2 separate regions of the Mus musculus genome follow, and region 2 is linked to region 1. Evidence: chromatin contacts called from public HiChIP or PLAC-seq data. All regions are on one chromosome and are shown on one strand. The core of a region is the stretch at or near the end of the contact, and the rest is flanking DNA. Distances in the headings are between cores, read along the strand shown. Region 1 holds the start of Dhx37 (DEAH (Asp-Glu-Ala-His) box polypeptide 37). Region 2 has its middle 12 kb from the start of Tmem132b.

Region 1 (6,127 bases), core at 2,191-4,690:
TGTTTGTTTTTGTTTTTTGTTTTTTGTTTTTTGTTTTTCAAGACAGGGTTTCTCTGTATAGCCCTGGCTGTCCTGGAACTCACTCTGTAGACCAGACTGGCCTTGAACTCAGAAATCCGCCTGCCCCTGCCTCCCAAGTGCTGAGATTAAAGGCGTGAGCCACAACTGACCAGCGAAGAATTAATTTTAAAGAGTCAGTTCTCTCCATCCACCATGGGTTCTGGGGATTGAACTCAGGTCATCAGGCTTTGTAGAAAGTCCCTTTATTTGCTAAACAGTGCACAACTTTGATCTCAGCATCTGGGAAGCAGAGGCAGGTAGATCTCTGTGAGTTTGAGGCCAGTCTGGTTTACAGAGTGAGTTCCAGGATAGTCAGGACTAAGAGATAGCCCATCTAAAAATTATTATCATTATTATTTGTGTGTCTGTGTCTGTGTATCTGTGTCTGTGTTATGTGTGTGTATGTCTGTGTATGTCTGTGTGTGTGTCTGTGTGTATGTCTCTGTGTGTCTGTTTGTGTGTCTATGTATGTCTGTGTGTGTTTGTGTGTCCGTGTGTATATCTCTATGTGTCTGTGTATGTGTGTCTGTGTCTCTCTGTGTGTGTGTGTCTGTGTGTGTGTCTGTGTGTGTGTCTGTGTGTGTGTGTGTGTGTGTGTGTGTGTGTGTGTGTAGGAGCCATGATCAGACCCCTGGTTTAGGAGTCAATTGTCATTACCTGCTCTAAGCCATCTCACTGGACTCTATAATTTTTTTCTCAAAGACAGGGTTTTGTTATGTAACCCAAACTTGTTCTCCCCCACTTTTTTTTTTACCTTCTTTTTTCTCTTCCTTCCTTTTTGAGATAGGGTTTCAGGTAAGCCATGCTGCCCTTTAGAGACAAGGCCACCTTTGAACTTCTTATCTTTCTGTTTCTACCTTCCAAGATCTGGAATTTCAGTGTGCCACCACACCTCCCTCAGATTAATTCTTAAACAGAAGAAAATGTAGTACAATATAACTATTCTACTTGCAAGGTAATTACAGGGTTCAGAAATGCTTCCGAGTGCGCCTCAGATCAAGTGACAGTGAGGCTTTAAACCACTTAAGAAGATGTCTTCTTTTTACATTTTCTGTTCCTGCCATGGAAATATTTTACACTTCTTCCTGTGGAACTAATCCACCAGACCTGTGGAGATATCAGAAAACACGGATTCACAAAACGAGGAGAGAGGAGACGTTTGTATTAGGGGCAGAGTTATAGTTTATACGTTTAGTCAAATTAATACTAAAGATTTATCTCATTTTTATTTATGTGTGAGTGCTTTGCCTGTATACCATGGTGATTTACTATGTGCACCGTATGTGTATCTAGTGCTCTCAAAGGTCAGAAGAAGGTACTGAAGTTAGGAAGAGCTGTGAGCCACTATGTGGGAGCTAGAAACTGAAACTGGGTCCTCTGCAAGAGCAGCAAGTGCTCTTAACTACTAAGCCATCTCTCCAGCCCCTTATTATTTATTATTATTCTTGCTTTGTTTTGGTGCAGCAAACTTTATTGATGGTATTCAAGAGAGTAGGAAGGGCTCCCTAAGCCCCTCCTGCTATTATGGGGGTCTGGGGTGGAAATTGTGAGGGAGATGCTCAGTGTTGGGGGCTGAGTTGGGACAGGGATTCATCAGCACCTGAGGGCCTCTCTCTTGCTCTCAGTGTCCTTGCTGGGGTGGGTAGTCCAGGGTTTCTTACTCCTTGGAGGCCATGTAGGCCATGAGGTCCACCACCCTGTTGCTGTAGCCATATTCATTGTCATACCAGGAAATGAGCTTTACAAAATTGTCATTGATGGGAGCAGGGCAGAGGGAGGCCATCAAGCCACAGCTTTTCAGAGGGGCCATCCACAGTCTTCTGAGTGGCAGTAATGGCATTAGACTGTGGTCATGAGCCCTTCCACGATGCCAAATTTGTCATGGATGACCTTGGCCAGGGGGGGCTAAGCAGTTGGTGGTGCAGAATGCATTGCTGACAATCTTGAGTGAGTTGTCATATTTTTCATGGTTCACAAACATGGGGGCATCGGCAGATGGGGCAGAGATGATGATCCTTTGACCCCACCCTTCAAGTGGGCCCCAACCTTCTCCATGGTGGTGAAGACGCCAGTAGACTCCACGACATACTCAGCACCGGCCTCACCCCATTTGATGTTAGCGGGGTCTCGCTCCTGGGAGATGGTGATGGGCTTCCCGTTGATGACAAGCTTCCCATTCTTGGCCTTGACTGTGCCATTGAATTTGCCGTGGGTGGAGTCATACTGGAACATGTAGACCGTGTAGTTGAGGTCAATGAAGGGGTCGTTGATGGCAACAATCTTTACTTTGCCAAGTGCAGCACAGAAGGCAGCCCTGGTAACCAGGTGCCCAATATGGCCAAATCCGTTCACACCAAATCTTCAGCACATATCAAACTTTCAGCATTTTGTCTATGGGACAAGACTGGCACTGCACAAGAAGATGCCAGCTCTTTCTGGAACGGAGGAGAAGAGAGCTATGTTTGCTTTTTGTTGACAGGGTTTCTCTTGTGTATCCCTGGAACTTGCTCTGTAAACCAGGCTGGCTTTGAACTCAGAGATCCACCTGCCTCTGCCTCCTGAATGCTGGAATTAAAGGTGTCTATCCCCTATTTTGGGGATATGGCTATGGCTGATCTGGAAATGTACATACCAGGCTGGTCACAAACTCACAGAAATCTACTTACCTCTATCCTCTGCCTTCTGAGTGCTGGATGGGTTTAAGGGCTCCCACACCTGGTGATTTATTGTATTTTTACGTGTGTGTGTATATGTGTGTGTGTGTGTGTGTGTGTGTGTGTGTGTGTGTGTGTGTGTACGCGCGCGCGCGTGTCTGTGTATTTTTTAACGTGTGTATTTTAGACACATTAGCGCAGTTCCCATGGAGGCCAGAAGATGGCGTCGCATCACCTGGAACGGTTGTGTCACTGCTTTTTTTGTTTTGTTTTGTTTTGTTTTTCGAGACAGGGTTTCTCTGTATATCCCTGGCTGTCCTAGAACTCACTCTGTAGAGCAGGCTGGCCCAGAAACCCGCCTGCCTCTGCCTCCCAAGTGCTGGTATTAAAGAATGCCATTGCTCTAAACGGCTGAGCCATCTCTTCAATTAACAATTAATATTGTTATACAGTTCAAATGTCTCAGATCATATCTGGCAGGACAGTTTGGTCTTAAAACTCAGACTCCTCAGGCACGTCTAGGCCCGGCCCCCTTATTTACATAAGGACCGCCCACAGACAGAGTACGCCGGCCTTTTCCGCTACGACCTCCCTTTCCGGCGCGTCGGGCCTCCAGTTCCGCCCCTCAACTGCTGAGGCGCGGCTCTTGCGCATGCGCAACCCGGAAGTCTCCTAGCCAGGTTCGGTTTCCCTGGGAGCTGGGCTGAGGGAGCCACGCGCGTGGCGCGAGGGAGCCATGGGGAAGCTGCGACGCCGCTACAACGTGAAGGGGCGGCTGCAGGCCGATCCCCGGCCCGCCAAGGGCCCTGAAGCGCCTCCCGTACGGCTGGAACTGGAGGGTGAGAAGCCGGGGACCGGGAGGGTCGCTGGAGTGGGAGCCGGGTTCCACATGACCCGCACAGGGGGCGTGACAGCCGCTCTACCGCGATATGGGGGTACTGCCCGCAGTATGGCGCGCAGATTAGTTCTTTGCATCCACTCCCAGGCCTGTCGGAATCATCTCCTTCCCAGAGACCCGTAAATGTGTGTTTCAGACCAGGCCGGTTAGCGGAGCGCCAGGCTGAGTGTTCGGGTGCTGGGGTGTCTGTGATCACCGGGGACACTGTTTTGGTCTCTGGGAATAGTGACAGCAGAATCGGAGATGGAAAACCCTGTCAACTCCAGGCATGCCTGCATACCCGGAGCCGACAAGCACAGAGAAACGATAAAATGTGTAGTAAATGGCAGTCACTCGGGTAGGTGCTAGAGGGATAGAGCAGAAGATGGGAGAGAGCGGTGTACTGGGGAAAGTAACATGGATAGTAAAATGTCAAAACCTTCTGGAGACCTGGGTGGGGAAACCCAAGGACTAGGGGACATCGGAGTTTGCGAGTTGTATAGATGATTGGGACAATATGGTAGTTCATTCCTGTAACCCCAGCTTAGGAGTTTGGGGTGGGAGGATCCCTACAGGTGTGAGGTCAGCCTGGGTTACATAGTGAGACCTTGTCTTAACAGACAAACAAACAAACAAACAAAAAAGGCTGTGTATATGAGAGAGACAGATAACACTTGTAAACCTAGCTCTAGGGAGTGATACTCATCTGAGGGCACCTGGACCATGTAGCATGTACCAGGCCAGCTTGGTGCTGGCTACAAAGCAGGACATTGCCTCGATCCCCAACTTCTAAAAGAGGAAGTGAAGAGCTATGGAAGACTTAGCAGAAGAGGGACAGGGTGAAAGGTAACGTGTCACCATGGCATATTGGTTGTGCCATTAAGAAAAGCATTACAGGTTGAAGGATGATGGGGAGGGAGGTTGGGGTTGATGCTGGAACGAGTGTTTGGATTCTGATGTATTCCGAAGGAGAGCTGGCTGGAGCTGCTGACTGCTGCTTTGCGCCTAAGCACAAAGGTGATGAGCACGGGCATTGGTCAGGTTGTGGGAGAAGGCAAATGTGGGGTATGAGTACTTGAGGCTCTGCAGACGTTCAAAGGAAAACTGAAAGCTATTGACTCAGCTCTCAAGACAGGCAAGTTCAGGGGAAACACTTTTGTAGATAGATGGCACTTAGGTAAGTCTGATGAATAGAGTTTTGGCTCCCTGAGAAGAGAGAGTCCAGCCCTGAAGGAGAGGGGAGTAGAGGAGAGCAGGGAGGAGGGTGCTGACCCAGAACTTGTGAAAAGGACTCACCTTTTTGGTTGGAATAGCAGAAGGCATGGTCAGGATCAGGCATGGACAGGATCAGGATGGTTCAGGAGGGGGGAAGAGCTAAAGCGATCCAGTAGAATAAAGTATGTTGGGCTGGTGAGATGGCTCAGTGTGTAAGAGCACCAGACTGCTCTTCCGAAGGTCAGGAGTTCAAATCCCAGCAACCACATGGTGGCTCACAACCATCTGTAACAAGATCTGACTCCCTCTTCTGGAGTGTCTGAAGACAGCTACAGTGTACTTACATATAATAAATAAATAAGTCTTTAAAAAAAAAAAAAGAATAAAGTATGTCTTCCTGGCTCCTAAGACTTGGGTTCGGGGCATGTCACTTCACTTACCTCTACCTCGGTTTTCATATCTATAAAATGGGACTTACTTTTCCTCAGTGGAATCATAACACCTTCTGGCACAGCCCACAGCTCAGTAGCCTAGTTCTGAGCACTCCATCCCAGGCTGGCCTGTGTAGTCAGGGGTGACTGAACTTCTGGTCCTCTCCCTCAAATGATTCCTTCCCCAACTGCCATACTTGGTTTTATGTGGTGCTGGGGTTGGAACCCAGGGCTCTCAGCATGGTAGCCAGGTTCCCTCCCACCTGAGCTACATCCCCAGCCCCACCCCCAGCCCCTCAAGAATGTGATAGCTTGGTAATGCTAACAGTTGCAGCACACAGACCCTTGTGCAGCACTCAGAGATTGGTAGGTGACCTTGGCCACCTGCAGGAGGTGGTGACCTCATTTGATATTTGTCATGAGTAAGCATGGAGGACGCCCTGTGACTTTTTGCCCCCTAGTGAGACTCTGTTCGTCTTTTCAGGCAAGGATGTGTTGAAAGGAGTTGATGAAAGCAATGTTCTGGTGCTGCCTGGGAAGAGAAAGAAGAAGACCAAGGCGCCGCCCCCATCCAAGAAAGAGAGGAAGCCCCTGACAAAGAAGGAGAGGAAGGTGCTACAGAAGGTCTTAGAACAGAAGGAGAAGAAGAGCCAGGTACACCTCACTGTGGCTGGTCTGCACCAGCTCTCCAGATCAGGGGGCTGGAGGGGAGTTTGTCCCTCCTTGTTATCTCTGCAGCAAGATTGTCTACTAGAACTTCCTGAAAGGAGGGAAGTGTTTTGTGTCTATCCAGAGACACAGTAGCCACTAGCTACAGGTGGCATCATTGGGAGCCTCTGGGTGTGCTGGCCTGATTTCAAAATTAGGTACATAAAGAGATGTGTACGTAA
Region 2 (6,127 bases), core at 1,473-3,972, 87 kb before region 1:
GGTGAGAGAGGTGTGACTACCACAGCCATCTCGGACACACACACACACACACACACACACACACCATATATATAATTGCATATATGGATGCTTTATTTACATCATTTCTACCCCACCCTCTCACCTCTCTGACTCCACCTATGTCCCAACTATTCTTCATGCCCATCTGTAAAGAGCTTCGCCCATGGAGCCCTGAGGGATTTGAGGACTTACAGGCTGTGGAGACTCCCAGGGAAGCCAGGTGTGGCAGTTTGAATAGAAATGGCCCCCTACAAGTGTTTGAATGCTTGGTCACAGGGAGTGGCACTATTAGGAGGTGTGGCCTTTTTGGAGGAAGTGTATCTCTAGGGAGTGGTCTCAGAAGCTCCAGCCCAGGGTCAGTGGCTCACAGTCAGTTCCTGCTGCCTGTCACTCCAGATGTAGAACTCTCAGCTACCTCTCCGGCACCATGCCTGCCTGCATGCTGCCATGTTTCCTGCCATGATAATGGACTAAACCTCTGAAACTGTAAGCCAGACCCAATTAAATGTTTTTCCTTCTAAGAGCTGCTGTGGTCATGGTGTCTCTCCACAGCAATATGAACCCTAACTAAGATACCAGGGTTCCCTTATCAGTGGGGAAGCCACCCAGAAAAGGTATGACAGCACCACTTAATGGTGGCCACTATAGGGGGAGAGTCCATGGTTAATTCTTGCAGTGTGTGGGAGGTGTATGACATCTGTTAGGCACCCAGTGTCACCCAGCTGCTTGAGGACACAGTGAGTGACTCCACTGTTCTGATGCCTGGCCACAGGGCAAGAAGTCACCTGGAGTTTCCCTCAGAGAGAGGAACAATGAGCTGCCCAACCCATGACCAATTTCCTGTCCTGGCCTGCACCTGTTTCAGCCCATAAAGGCTAACTCATTCTCACTGGACAGTGTTCCAAGCATGGCCTTGACTCTACAGGTGTAGGGACAAAGAGGGACAATGGCGATGGGGCGGAGGCTCGGGGACAAGGGACCTCCTGGTAGAGCAAGATCTCTCTATAGCTCTGTGATGGTGTCTGATCATGTCAGCAACAGCCAGCAAAGCTGCATAAAAAACACCCAGGCTCAGTGGCTTCAAGTGCTCTTACACCGGCCATCTGGTAAAGGGTCAGCTGCCCTGGGCTGGGGTCAGCTGCCAGGACTTCTGGATCCCAGCATCTCCTACCATCCAACATAGCACAACGAACCTCACTGGGGCAAGTCTGGTCACAACAGACATTCCCACAGTCTTCCTGAATTCTGGCCACTAATGTCCCATTGACCCAAGTGTGTCAATTGCCAAGCGCCGTGACAGTGGGAAGGACCCTTGCTCCTGGAGAGAGGAGCTGCAGTGTTGGCCAGACAGCATCTGTTGCAAGCCTCCACCACAGCTGTTTCCAGCCAAGAGTACCTTTATTCTTTTTCAATGTTTTAGGTCACATTCCTTGTGCACACATGTGTACATTTGCCACTGCACAAGAACGGAGATCAGAGGACAACTTGCTGAAGTCAACTTCTACATGTAGGTCCTGGGACCGAACCGAGGTGGTCAGCCTTGTTGGCAAGGACCTTCACCTGCTGGGCCATCCTACTAACCTCCCTGGATCTTTATTGTCAGTGGCCAGTTGGAATTAAATAGTGACCAGGCTAGGTAGTAGTGGCACATGCCTTTAATCTCAGCATTCGGGAGGCATGGGCAGGTGGATCTCTGTGAGTTTAAGTCTACAGAAGGCGTTCCAGGACAGCCAGGGCTACGCAGAGAAAACCTGTTTTGAAAAGGCAAATAAATAAACAGATAAACAGCCTCAATTAGTATAGAACAAAGAAGAGATATTTTAAGAAAGCATCCATTTTTGTCACCAAGGCCAGTGACATGTGGGCTGCCCCTACATCCCTCTCTATTCCCAGGACTTAACACTAATTGAAATGTTTCTATAAACAGGTATAAAAGAAACCCACTGAGGGCGGACTGGGCAAGAAAAGGGTTTGTTGTTGGAGGCTCAGCTAGAAGCCAGGACTCAAGAAATACAGGGTCCTTCTCTCCTGCAACAAGTTCTGGCCTTGTACCAGGAATGCCTCCACTCAGTGACTTCCTCAAAGGAGTGTTTGATCTATTCCAACTCTACAGACAGGGATGAGGATCAGAGGGGTCAAGCCAGTGGACTGAGGTAACACAGCTTGGCCCAGACAGTGCCCTTTGCTCTCTACTACCACTCTGGCCCTTGCTTCCCAGACCCCCTTGAGATTGGCAGAACAAACCTCCCCTCCCCCACGAGCCTGTGCCCAAGCTGCAGGGCTGTGGCCAAGGTCCCCAGGGACTCTTGGACCACAGCAGGGAGACCCGTCTCTCTGCAAAAGTCAAGCCTGGTCCCCTGAGCTCAAGAGAACTCACAGGAGGGAAAAGAGAGGCTGTAAACACCCAATATAACCACTTGAGGAACCGTCGCAGACAGTTCTACAGCCAGTTACGTAACAACTGCTGAGGTTGCTAAGAAGCCACGAGGCTCAGCGGCGGTGCAAGGTAGTCTTCCCTAAACAGTCAATCTCCTTGTTCTGCCCCAGGGACCCGTGCAGGATCACAGGGAATTTCTTAGGCTGACGCCCTGGGCAGGAGCAGGTGGTCACATGGATGAGTAAGGGGTCAGGAGAAAGAAGAAGGTCAGAAGAAAACGAAATGCAGATTAGTAAACGGGAGGGGCGGGGGCGGGGCAGGGGCGGGGTTTGAGTGGAAGGGAGGAGCTTAAGCATGGGAGGGACGGACTGAAAAGGGGGACATAAGAGTAAGTCTTAACAGAGAGTGAGGGAAGGAATCTCACAGGCTGCAGGATGCAGAGCCAGAATGTGCAAAGACCCTGGGGTAGGACTGTGCCAGCATTAGAGAGGCCCCATGAATTGCACAGCCAAGACAGAGGCTCTGTGGACCCTGGGCAGAAGAGAATTGCTCCCAGAGTCAGAGAGCCACTGTAACTAACAGGGCTGGAGGCAAAGAGAGGGATGCCTGGGGAAATTGTTGGAACCCGCAGACTCCTGGCCCCTCACCCTCGGGGCTGACAGAATGGAGCACAGCCTCATGTGGCCCAGATCAGAAACCCCTGGGCTTGCAATGGGTGCCCTAACTCACATCTAGAATTCCAGCACTTGGGATGCTGAGGCCTGGGATCGCTGAGTTTGAGGTACTGAGACACTAGCTCCAAAACAAAAAGAATAGTTCCAGATACTTCACGGGACAGCGCCTACTGGGGGCTTGGAGGGTGGAGGGGAGGATGCACCTGGTCAAGATGCAGCCCAATGGATGGTCACTGAGAAATGGCCCCTAGATCCCCAGCCTTGGTCCCGGAAGAGGGCCCTACAGCCTTTGCACCAACAGTCCCTCTCTGCCTAGAGTATCCTCCCTACAGATCACACACGGCTGGCACCTTCACATCCTTCAGGGTTCCCCAAACTGACCACCCAGCTGTTCCTCTGCCACTGGTGTTTTGCTCTCCTGCATCCTCTCTCCTATGAGGTCTCACTCATGTAAGCTTGATGTGCGAACCACACATCACTGGAACTGTCCTGACGACTATTTCCTGGTACTAGAGGAGGTCCAGGCCTGGAAAAATATGCAATAAAACAGAAAGGTTGGAAAATTCCTCTGATCAGCTACTGGGTGTCTTGATTTCTTCCACAGGGAAAGGGGAGGGGGGGGGAAGGAATGGAATAATTCATAGAAAAATTAAAATCTTAAGACAAAGTGGGGCGGCGTGCATTTGCATAAAGACTAGCTTCCGATTTTTAATGTCTCCCACCTCCAGAGTGAAGGTGGCAGCCACCCAGGCAGGGCCGGAAGTGGCTCAGCCAGCCCTGTGCCTGTCACAGAGGAGTCAGAAGCCTCTCGAGGCATCCTTGGCCAGGCCAAAGCAGCCTTGATGTCTGCCTTGTCATTTATGCAGTTAAGTTCAGCCTTGAACACCTTCCCGGCTCCCTCCTCCTCATTCACCCAGGGTAGGAGAGCTAAAGGATGGTTTTCCCAGAATGCCTTGCAGATCTATTTCTGGACCAGAGACTACCTAGGGACCCCGGCCCCTTCCCCAAAGAGTGCAAATGTCTGACCATGTCTCACCTCTTCAGGCTCTGAACACAGCTTCTGTGACTAGGGCCAGAGCAGTTATCTTGGAATCCTACCTGGCCCTCAGTTTGTGAAGTACTTGCCTACTAGACCCATGGGCCCCAAATTCTGTCGACACATAAAAACTAAGTTACGGAGGCAAGAGAATCAGGAATTCAGACACCCTTAGAGGTGTCTAGCCTTAGAGGCTAGCCTGAGCTACAAGAGACCCCATCTCAAACACACACAGCTAACCATGATCCAACTCCTTCAGAGCGTCTGTGTCTAAGAATCATGAGAGTATCTTCTGATTAAAGCAGGGGTCATGATAGGATATCATCTGAACAAGGGTCTGGGATTTCTGACTGAACTGGTTGGCCCTCCTCAGTCTGTAGGATGAGAGGCAAGGCCTGGGAACTGCTGTGTGGCTCCACCTCAGAGAAGGCTGGCTAAAAATAAACCTGGGGTCTGAAGACAGAACATTGAAAATGACACTGTCACTTTGACGGAGTGCCCGACCAAGCCACCATGAACAGTGACCATCCATCACCAACCTCTGCATTTCATGTGGGGAGCCGAGATACCAGGATGGAAGGGGACAGGTAGGTGGGACAAGAGGGAAGTGGCTGCCTAGCCAGAAATGCCAACGCATAACCCCCCAGCCCGTGGCACACCGGTCAGTCCCCAGGCTACTGCCATGAAATGAGACAAGCAGAGGGGCTAAACCCCATGTTTAATTTGCTAGGTCAACCATGTAGGGAAGCAGACCTCACAGAACTGTCACACCCCGAGTCCCTGCTAAGTCAGAGTAAGAAAACAATGAGTTATGGGATAGAGAATTTATAAGAACCTGCGTTCTCAAGAGGTGAGACTGGCACAGCTGAGTTATTTGGCTCAGCAGTTAAGGGCATTGGCTGATCTCCCCAGGGCTCACAAGAGGGTTCCACACTATCCTGAACTGCCCTCTTCTGGCCTCCGTGGGCACTGCATGCGTGTAATTCACATACATATTCGGGGTAAAACATTCATACACATAAAAGTCTCTTTTTTTATTTTACTTTATATGATTACACTGTCACTGTCTTCAGACACACCAGAACAGGGTATCAGATCCCATTAGAGATGGTTGTGAGCCACCATGTGGTTGCTGGGAATTGAACTCAGGACCTCTGGAAAAACAGTCAGTGCTCTTAACCACTGAGCCACCTCTCCAGCCCCATAAGTCTCTTTTTAAACGGGCTGGTATATAACTCAGTGCTATACAGCACCAGCCTAGCACATGAGGCCCCATGTTCCATCCGCTATACCATCAAATTAAATGAATGTAACAGGAGAACGGAAAAGAGCAAGGCCCAGACACATCCTCAATTGTGTAGCCCCCTAGAAATCACACAAGAAGCCTGATTCAGATTACCCACCTCCATGATGTCCCTTCCTCCTCTGGGAACCTTTGGGGACATGTGTGGCAAGAGGGATTGGGGAACCTGATGCTTACTAGCACACAGCAAAGGGAAGAAAACCGGTGGCCACAGGAATGGCCAGGGTCCAAGATACATACTATAAACGGGATGAGAGCCCACCAAGGCTTTAGAGATAACAGACAGGCCCTGGCTGAGGTAGCAGACACCCAGACAACCCTAATAACAGGAAGAGGCAGGAAGGGACTCTTGCAGAACCTTTAGGAGCCAGCCCTGTGCACACTGGTGGGGCCACCTCGGGCTCTGACCCCTGAACTAGGAGCCCCTGGTCAAGGCCCCATGACAACCAATCAACGGGAAACTGCAAAAGGTCCCCTCAGTGCTCAGGCCCCCAAGCGCCCCTGCAGCACAGCCAGTGGGGCTCAGGCAGCTTGACCTGACACATTCCAGGAAAGCCATCACTCTGCTGAAGCCAGGCTTCCGTCACTCACCCTTCCTGCAGGAATGGGTACAGGAACAGGAAGGCTTGGTGGGAACGAACCAGATGACACCACCAGGCAGCCGATCAGACAACCACACCAGGAACGATGGAGCACACAGCACAAAGCGGGGACCA

What was found. HiChIP or PLAC-seq counts read pairs in DNA pulled down with a chosen protein or histone mark.
Region 2: a contact with region 1 is called in an H3K27ac HiChIP or PLAC-seq map of embryonic stem cells, with 5 read pairs. The contact joins the enhancer-like site here to the promoter of Dhx37 in region 1. A contact is called at or near these places in 1 of 484 Hi-C or Micro-C datasets (embryonic stem cells), 6 of 115 datasets of contacts at active chromatin or transcription factors (the SCID.adh cell line, embryonic stem cells and pancreatic cancer cells) and 3 of 9 other capture datasets (adipose tissue, liver and pancreatic islet).

Annotation. Positions count from the first base shown.
Region 1 is chr5:125,431,361-125,437,487 of GRCm38.p6, reverse strand. Dhx37 (DEAH (Asp-Glu-Ala-His) box polypeptide 37) reads left to right here and starts at 3,440. Exons shown (of 27, transcript NM_203319.1): 1 at 3,440-3,553; 2 at 5,722-5,891. The coding sequence starts at 3,451.
Region 2 is chr5:125,517,761-125,523,887 of GRCm38.p6, reverse strand. No RefSeq gene overlaps it. Among named protein-coding and RNA genes, the nearest start is that of Tmem132b, 12 kb to the left of the region's middle. Within about 2 kb of position 2,722, at least 81 of the 459 cell types and tissues checked have an H3K27ac peak or open chromatin away from gene starts, as enhancers often do. A contact at or near this core is called in embryonic stem cells, where this site is marked.